Linked DNA regions of Danio rerio: all the other regions are linked to region 2. The links are chromatin contacts, called in public Hi-C maps. All regions are on one chromosome and are shown on one strand. The core of a region is the stretch at or near the end of the contact, and the rest is flanking DNA. Distances in the headings are between cores, read along the strand shown. Region 1 has its middle 24 kb from the start of nr2f2. Region 2 has its middle 220 kb from the start of nr2f2. Region 3 overlaps nr2f2 (nuclear receptor subfamily 2, group F, member 2).

What was found. Hi-C and Micro-C count contacts between places; a contact is called where the count stands out from the background.
Region 1: a Hi-C map of embryo shows a contact between it and region 2, with 2.4 times the contacts expected there. The contact joins two enhancer-like sites. A contact is called at or near these places in 6 of 18 Hi-C or Micro-C datasets (caudal fin, embryo, fibroblasts and 1 more).
Region 3: a contact with region 2 is called in a Hi-C map of an unstated tissue, with 5 times the contacts expected there. The contact joins two enhancer-like sites. A contact is called at or near these places in 7 of 18 Hi-C or Micro-C datasets (caudal fin, embryo, fibroblasts and 3 more) and 3 of 4 datasets of contacts at active chromatin or transcription factors (caudal fin, embryo and gastrula embryo).

The regions. Positions count from the first base shown.
Region 1 is chr18:25,273,253-25,276,479 of GRCz12tu, forward strand. No RefSeq gene overlaps it. Among named protein-coding and RNA genes, the nearest start is that of nr2f2, 24 kb to the right of the region's middle. Within about 2 kb of position 1,254, at least 4 of the 62 cell types and tissues checked have an H3K27ac peak or open chromatin away from gene starts, as enhancers often do.
Region 2 is chr18:25,077,942-25,080,858 of GRCz12tu, forward strand. No RefSeq gene overlaps it. Among named protein-coding and RNA genes, the nearest start is that of nr2f2, 220 kb to the right of the region's middle. Within about 2 kb of position 1,295, at least 24 of the 62 cell types and tissues checked have an H3K27ac peak or open chromatin away from gene starts, as enhancers often do.
Region 3 is chr18:25,290,551-25,293,814 of GRCz12tu, forward strand. nr2f2 (nuclear receptor subfamily 2, group F, member 2) reads right to left here. Exons shown (of 3, transcript NM_131183.2): 3 at 1,387-3,264. Among named protein-coding and RNA genes, the nearest start is that of nr2f2, 6.9 kb to the right of the region's middle. Within about 2 kb of position 1,266, at least 6 of the 62 cell types and tissues checked have an H3K27ac peak or open chromatin away from gene starts, as enhancers often do.

The DNA.
Region 1 (3,227 bases), core at 4-2,503, 200 kb after region 2:
ACACACACACACACACACACACACACACACACACACACACACACACACACACACACACACACACACACACACACACACACACACACAAACACACACACAAACACAAACACACAAACACACAAACACAAAAGATTAAAAGATGATTCCTTAGATTTACTATATTTGTACTATAAGGGTAAGTGGTTGTAAACAATTTGTTTGGGCTGAATTTAAACAAAGTACGTTGAACATTACTAAATTTAATTTGTTTAAATTCAACCCTTATAAATTGTTTGCAACAATTTTGCAAAAATAATTTTTGTACAATATATTTTGAACCATATTGGCCACATGTAGCTATTGAGCTTCATTGTAGGAATAATAATAATAATAATAATAATAATAATGAATATTAAGCAGCTCAATGACTATTAGTTAATGACATTCTTTAAAGTATATTATTTATATTTTTTATTGTATTTTCATTTATTTAGAATTTTTATTCCTTTAAAAGATACATTCCAAGAAGATTGTTGAGGCCAGGGTTCGAGTTGAATGTTCACAATAATCACCTCCTAAAATGTAAGTAAATAAATAATTTAATAATTATTAAAACTTTCTTAACAAGATGAAATGCTTATTTTTATGCAGTGTGACCTTCTAATTACTGCAGTTCCACCACTTTCAGAACCAACAAAAAGCAGCAGATTGTTTAGAAAGCAAAAAGTAAAACATAAAAAGATTTGGGGAAAATCTACGAAGGTAGTAAATAGACAAATAAATAACTACTGCAATTTTGTGAATATTAGGCAATCCTTCAAATTGTAAAAAAAAAAAAAAAAAAAAAAAGCTACTCTCATATTTTTAAAACATAATTTAAATTAATTATGAGATATATTTTAGGAATCAGTTACTACCTTAGCTCCTTTTTTCAAACACACCATTTCTAACATTTTTGTTAGAAAGAAAAGAACAACCTTGATCCTAGAAAGTGTGGACATCAAATAGCCATTGGCCCTCGTCACGCTTTATCCTTTTTCTTCACTGGGCCGCAGCAGCAGCAAACACACACGTTTTGATACGTCTGCTGTATCAGAAGGCTGTAAAACATCTGTGCATGTGCTGTTGCGTGGGCAGGACTTCCACCCACCGTCAATAACCTGCAGTGATTCCTCCTGGACCTGCGCCAAACAGAGGCTATGAAGAACAGCCTCAAACTTCTAGACACTGCCATTCCATCACAGCCACAACTCCTCCTTTTAGATTGAACCGGTGCACAGATGCGCCACCCCCTGCTGCACTTGACCACTATACAGGCTAAAAAGTACTGTCAAAGTACTGACACAAATCCAGATCAACGCTAGCGCTTTTGCTCTATAGCCTTTCCTTTCATCTCACTGCAATGTAAAACCAAAATATTGCTTGTCGTCGTTAAAGAGGGTCAAGATGATGGTGAGCACAATAACTCAGGTTGTGTCCCCTAATTAAGTATTTATGCGTGCGGCAACTGGAGAAAGAGATATACTTTTACACAACACCAACCTCTCAGACAGTCTTTTTCGTCCCATCCCCCCTCTCTGCTTTTCCCAACGGCAGTGAGGCCATCATTTCGTGCACTTCCAGCAATGATATCAAAAGGTTTTTTGGTCAAGCCAAAGAGAGGTCATTCTAATAATACCCAAGGTCATTGGTGGGAGCCAATGAGTCTCCCAGTCATTTTTCATTTGTTGGTAGAGTTAACGACAGTTGCAGGGAGACGGGGACTTGGAGCCAGCAGCCATGTGATGTCACAGACACATGCCAGGGGATTATAAGGGCAGGCAGGGGACAAGGCCTGTGGATTTAAAGAAGTAAATATATGCATTTTGATTTCTGTTTTACCATAAACATAGGCTAAAGAAAAACAATAGTTTGCATCAATAAAATGTATAATAAAATGAAAACATTGTGGCTGTAAAAAATTATCAATGCTTGTTTAAAGCATTGATATACAGTGCTCAGCATAAATAGGTACACCCCATTTGGAAAATGAAAACTTTTATCCACTTCTCAGAGAATATAGGTAATGCATTTTAGTGTATTTAAACAAAACAGATTTATTAAACATACATTTATTAAAATAATATTTTAGTCACCAAACATATTTAGAAATTGAAAGATAATACAATTAGATTCAAGCAAAATATCACAAAAAAAAAATTTACAACCTACAAAATTTCAACAATGTTTTTTTTTTTTTTTGCTTTTCTTGATTTTTCCTCTTTTTTAAATTTATATTTAATATTTTTCTATAACATATAAATTTGGGTGTACTAGTTATTGGACTGTTATCATAAGTTATTTTGTAAGATAAACTACAGATTTGCCTTCAGTCCTGACTAATCTAATGTATATGCACAAATATTGAATAATTTTGTAACTTCCTGTAAAAAAACATTTAAAAGATAGATTTGTGCGGGGTGTACTTATATATGCTGAGCACTGTAGTTATGCCATTATAAGTACTTTCAAATCTCAAGATGAATCCCAGAAGGATACATTTATACCTTTATGTATTTTAAGGCTTATTCCATAAGTATGTTTAAGCAATATTTTATGCATGTTTTAAGTTTTAAAAAGTCATACAAATTAAGATGATATTAATATTAAATGGGCACAAAAAGTCTGCCATCTCATTTTGACAAGTTTGTGTAAGTTAATATGTGATGCTCACTTGAAAAAAAAAAAAAAACACTGGATGTAATAATCCTGGATGGATTGAGAAAATGCTATTTTTTTAACCTTAAAAGACATCAATTTCACAAAGAGCAAGTAGAAAAGAATCAAAGAAATACCAACCTTGAAATGTGCAGGGCCTTGAAAACTGATTCGATGTGAAACTCATCTATTAACCCACACATCACTTATGGTACTGTATATGCAGTAAATAAACTGAAAGCAAATGTATTTATCGTGATTTTTATTGATTGATTTATTTTTTTAAATGCTTAGGGACATGGAAAAATCTCTTTAAGCTGAAATAGAAAACAAACATCAAATTAAATATTACCTATCATTTCAAACCACATTTCCATTCTTCAGATTTATTACCTAATAATTGTCAGACAGTTCCCAGCAAGAATTTTTTTGTTTTTAAAATATGTCTAATAGACAGAGTCCACTTGGCTAAAACAAGGCTAAATTTGGGCTGTCAGTGAAATTCTAATAGATGTCTAAGAATAGGCCAAAACTAGACTAGTCGGGAAATA
Region 2 (2,917 bases), core at 45-2,544:
AAGGCCTGGAATTATTTCAACACAGAGAGACGTATAGGAACGACAATAATACTATATCATTATGGTAATGTTGCATGCTGATTCATATAAAGCCATGGAGAGGGGAGAGTTAATTAGAGAAGCTTGCCGACTCTGCACATTGTACTGACAAGCGGCAGAAATATGTGTCAGATTTAGAAACCTCTCTAACCTTTCCTGAAACATTCTCCCACCTAGTCGAGGAGTTTGTAGCTGCTAATTAAGGCTGATACTGATTTCTTGACTAGTTTGCCAACTGCATGCTAAATAGTTCAAAACCATGTGACGGTGATTTTTTAATCAATATAAAAAGAATAATTTCCAATAATTTTTACATCACAAACAAAAGCAATACAGATCAAAGAGAAATAAGAGAGAAATGGCCATTCAAACACACGCACACACACACGCTCGATAAATAAGAGTGTTTTGTAGATAAATTCGTGCATATAATAACCTGCAAACAATTAAGGTTTTGGTAATGCTTAGATAAATATTATGCTTTCCAGAAACACAATTACGAGAAAAAAAGTTTGCGTTCCTTTCCTGTATGGAACTGCCGCATACATGCCGGACCGCATGATCAAACTTATTATTAGTATTTAATGTAGCCTATATATTTTATAATATCATGCAGGCTAACTCACACAATTGATTTTTTTATCACAATAATAAATATATAAAACTATAATAGTAAAATGTAAATGGTAAAATAAACAAAGACAGAGGATGATAAAAAATAGGAATGGAAAACGAGTGTTGAAAAAATATTTTAGGAGGTTTACTCACTTTAATTGCAAGCTAAATATATTTTTATTTTATGCGTCACGTTTAATTTAATCAGATGTATTAAACTGTAAACACCTACCAATTTGTTAAATATATTTAGTTATTTTTAATTGTATTTAATATAGGCCTACTAAGATTTTATTATATATTAACTACTATGGTTTCAAGTTTGTCAGAATTAGATAAACCAAATTAATTATATATTTAAATATACCTTTAAAAACTGTAAGGATATTTTAATTTCTATACAGAGTTCAACATTCAATACACAGCAACTAAAATCCGGAGTTATTATGATTTACACATTATTGATGCAATAACGTTACAATAATAAAAAAAAAAAAATACTAATAACAATTTGAGAATTTAATAAGGCATTACCAAAACATTTTAAAAAAATCAATCTTACTCAAATGTCGCTTAACACACTAAAGTAGCCTACTTGACTCAAGGCAACTTTTGCTGCACCATAAGTTAAAGATAGATGGCGCTGCACCCAAGCTGTAGAGCACTGTCTTCTGCACCTTCGTTTCTGCCCGTGTGCTCCTCTTATTATCGGCACCAAAATTAACCTGTCAATTTCTCAGTCACCACCATCTTGAATCTCTCCCTCCTGCTCCGCGCCCTGCGTCCAACCGACTTAACTTTACAGATAACTGTGGGCGCGTGTTTGTTAGTATTGTGAATGAGTGTATTATCGCTTAAATGACCGCTATGAATCACTATAACGCTGTCTGGATTGCGATAAGACTCTCTCTCCTTCTCTCTCTCCCTCTCTCTCTCTCTCTCTCTCTCTCAGAGCATGTTGTCTGTTTATTCTTTTATAGGCTGGGGAAAAGAACATCTCTGTAACATCGCCAGGATCCAGTGTTTGCTGTCTGTTCTACAATACATTGTAATGGCACTGTCACAGGTTTTTCTTTCAATTTTTTTCTTTCATTTTTTTTTTTTTTTTTTTTTTGCCATATTAAGGCTCTAATTATGCGATAGAAAGTGAGCCGTTATTTATGAAACTAGAAAAGAAACACGGCGTCTGTTTTACACTGTAAAACATTGCGCTTAAGGCATAGGATAAACTATTATTATTATTATTATTATTATTATTATTATTATTATTATTGTTGTTGTTGTTGTTCTTGTTCTTGTTGTAGTTGTAAGTGACAAGTTGTTTAATGGACAAAGTCAAATCGCTTCATTTAATCTCTGTTATATTTTATTTTGATCAAAATAATTTCCTATTTTCTCTGGAGACTAGTAGCCTTTTTGAATCGCGGTTGAGCTGTGAAAACACACTGCTAAACACTTGTTAAAATTTGTATTGACAATTTCGCATTGTAATTGTTTTGCAAATACAATTCGTTTAATGTTTAAATAACACACCCTCACCAGATATGATCATAACAGCCGTTAATTTATTAGCGCTTTCCCCAGTACAATTCATATAATATAAAATCCGTTTAATACTGATTCAATAATATAATTAGTTCATTTTAAATATTTCCTGCTTTATTTTCTGATAATGAATAACCTCCTAACAGTAGCCTAATTGATTTGAAGCTCAATTATACATTTTATTAAATACGAGGAGAATCTAATAGACTACAAAGTGTGTATAATAAAAATGAGACGTTAAATGAGTAATACAAAAATATTAATCAATATAGCCAAGCATTAAACAAGTTTAGAAGCCTACTTTTAAAACTAACCTGTCCTGTTTAATTTTCCCATTGAAATGTATCCTAAATGTATAACACAATCTTAAAATTTCAAGAATATTTTATGGCCGAGCAGCAACAGTGTTCCAAACAGTTGAGAAGAAATAAAAGAGGTGTTTGTAAGCTCAGCGGGCCTCTGTAGTGCAATAAGCACAGGGAGCTTTTTATGTCTCTTAATGGCTAATAATGTGATAAGCTAGACTAGGCCCTTAAAAATCCCTACCAAGTGTAAATGCGACAGGGGGACCCCAATTGCCCCGGTTCATTCTGTTTTCTTTTTTTTTCCAGGTATTTTCCTTTTTCTCAGTTCAGGTTATTAGCCCTCCCATGACTGGAGCATATAAAAACAAGGGGGAGGGAGGTGAAAAGCACAAGATAGGTCTCCTGAAATGTGT
Region 3 (3,264 bases), core at 16-2,515, 210 kb after region 2:
ACAAGCCTGTTTACCAATAGCCCTGAAACAAATAAACTTACCAGAATTATGTTATAACTCTTGCCTTCCCGATCACTTACGGTAGGGCTCTGAACATTTGCTGAAAAAAGTGTGTGTGTAGATTTATTTAGGCTACTTGGGAAATAAAGATTATTAGGCTTTGTATGATTTAATAAAAAACTGTGTTATTGTTATAATCATGGTTATTATGCGGTTAAAACAATTAATGGTGGCAGCAGTGGTTTGATTAGGCAGGCCTATTGTCCGTAACAGTATTACTCAACCATCAAAAGTTGCTTTTTCAGATCAGGATACTAACTTTTGTTTTCTTACAGCCACAATTTAGTCAAAGACATGGACGTTTGTTTAATTTTTTTTATTTTTCTTTAATTTCAGGGAGAAGCTAAGGAACTTTCATGATCTTGTTAAATTTGGCTATAGCATTACTTAAATATATTGGTGGTTGGAGGAGTTTTAATTATACTGCCTATAAAATATCAAGCAAATCTTTGAATTTTAGGACTCTTAGACTCTTTACAAAAACTTTAACACCACTGGTGTCTGAAGCCTTTTTGGGCCTTATTGCCATTTGAGGGGGCCTTTCCCCCATGCAATGTGGTTTCTATTACAAGACACCGCTTTGCTCCGGGGAGCCGTAGCTTGCGTTGAATTGCAAGACGCCATATTGACTCAACTAATAGGACACCAAGTTGAAGGCGCAGTTTACAGGATAGCTTCACACGCTTGGTGTCCTCTAACAGATAGCCCTAAATGTGACACATAAAATACCGCTTTCAAGGTAGAATAAATAGTAGTCTGCATTTTGTCATTTGTCACGTTTACAACAAGATGGCATTTTATTTGACATGTATTGAACATCCAATGTTGTATTTCATCGCGACTTCAGTTCCGACGTGTCAGTACCTGCTCCGGGAAAATGTTATATATTTAAATAGAAAGTGATATCCAACAAGGCAATGAGCAATAACCTCTGTGCAGACGCACACAGTCTATAGCTGGTAAGAAGTATGACATGGTGCTTGATATTTGTTTTTATCAAGGATGGATGGGGGTTAATGTGAAAAAGTAGTGTAAAGAGACAAATAAAAAGCGTAGCCTTTTACATTAGTCTGTTGCACTTAGCACGTGTATTTACATAGCCAAATTTAGACGTAACAAAATGGACAATTTCCCATAGCAAACCTAAGAGTTACCCTCGCACCCCCAATCCAATCTCTCTCTCTCTCTCTCTCTCTCTCTCTCAAACACACAGACATACACGCACAAGTAAACCCAGCCTTCAGCAGTTTGAGACAGCATGACTCCACTGTCAGATTGAACAGACAGATTTGTCCGTTAATCATGAATAACACAACATAGAAAGCCTTTTGATTTCAAATTCATAAATTATAATTTAATACCAAGAACAAATTTACAGCAGAATGCTTGTTTACAATAAGCTAACACAAACAAACAAGAATTGTTTTCAACTATAAACTTCCACACACACTCACGTATATCACTTGCAATTAATAATAATCAATAATAATAAAAAAGTATCTATACGTTATCAATACCCTGCAGTAATATATTTTATATATTTATATAAAAACGTGGGTCAGTTTAAACTGTTCATAATTACAATCATGTATCATTCACTGGTCCATATGTGGCAGAGAACAGCCCAAAATAACTGTTCAATCAACTACACAATATGATCCCTTTTTATCCAATCACAACATGGTGTCTTGTGTGTTGAAGAAAAGCCTCAAAACAAGGACGAAATTGCAAGCTTTCACACATACACACACAAGGCATCTGTTACAGACCGAAAAGGAGCAGAACACCAAGTCAAAATAGCCACCCCTTTCCAAACCAGCTCACCCTGTTAAGTGTCAACCTATCGTCGAACTTTTTTTTCCTTTTTGTCGTTTTAAATACAAGGGCTAGTGTACTGAATGCACAGATTATATCTATACAGTCAAAAACATTTACATTTATATATATATATATATATCAAAGGTAAAATAGGTTAGCGACCTGTGGCCATGCATTCACAGTCTAAATACATGAAAAAGAAAGAAAAAAAAAACATTTCTCTTAATATGTATGTACATTACAAACAGATCTTTCAGTGCTACTAGCTAAGTCTGTCACTCATTTGAAGACATTTGTATTACCGAAAAAATTGGCAACCACAGTTTTATTCTTAATCACATATACGCTGTATAAAGAAAAGTCCTTGAAATGAATTGACCTATATTTACAAGAATACTGCCTCTACTTGTTTTTTCCCTCAAGTGAAATGAACAATTATAAGACTTACTTTGTAAATTTTAAGCGTGTTCCCCATGGTGTATAGACTTCAGTAACCGTTAATAACACATTTGCGCTGTACAGGCACTTTAATGCTTTAAGTGTTGAGGGGTATTTTTTAGGGACGTCTTATTAATACTGCTGCTTTATCATTATAAGAATGATGACCCATCATTTCCCCACGTTCACAAATACAGTTTACTGTGGCTAAACACTTGAGCGAAAATTCGCTTGGGCGCAACCTTAGGTAAGCGTCTGTAATACATTTGAAAATTTTAAGTGGGAGGGTTTCTTTAACTGTAAAATCAAATACTTTGCTATACTTTTTGCATTACAACCCGACGATCATCCCCAAAATCCAAATATAAAAAATGGAAGCAGGTCGTAACTCTCAAAAACCGATAAGATGACATTTTGCAAACACTGGTGTGGCGCACATAAGTAAATGGCAGTTTTTTTTGCAGAGTTGAGTATTGCTTCTGCATCCATTTTGAGAAATATTTATTTTTTGGGGGGATGTCTTATCAGGTAGAATGGTGGCATGAAACGTAACACACTGGCACAATAATAGTGCTCTGGCATTTTGTGGATATAGGTTCGAGTCGATTATGAAAATAATATCCACTCTTGTTCATTGAGGGACATGAATAGAGTAAGTGCGCTTGCAGCATTAAGCATAGGCTATATTGCTGTGGATTTAGTTTTAATTCTCGAATTTTCGAAGAACGTCTTTACATTACTGAACTGTTTAGAAGTCATGGTTATTAGAAAAAAAATAAAAATAAAAAATAAACAACAACTGCATACTACAGAATCACATAGGCCGGTTTGGAACCAGAAAGGAGGAACAAAAGTTACAAAAACAGCTATAGATACATGGACACAGGACAATATAGCAATTTGGAAAAAAGAACGTTTTTCTTCTTTTCTTAATCTTTCCAAATTGTC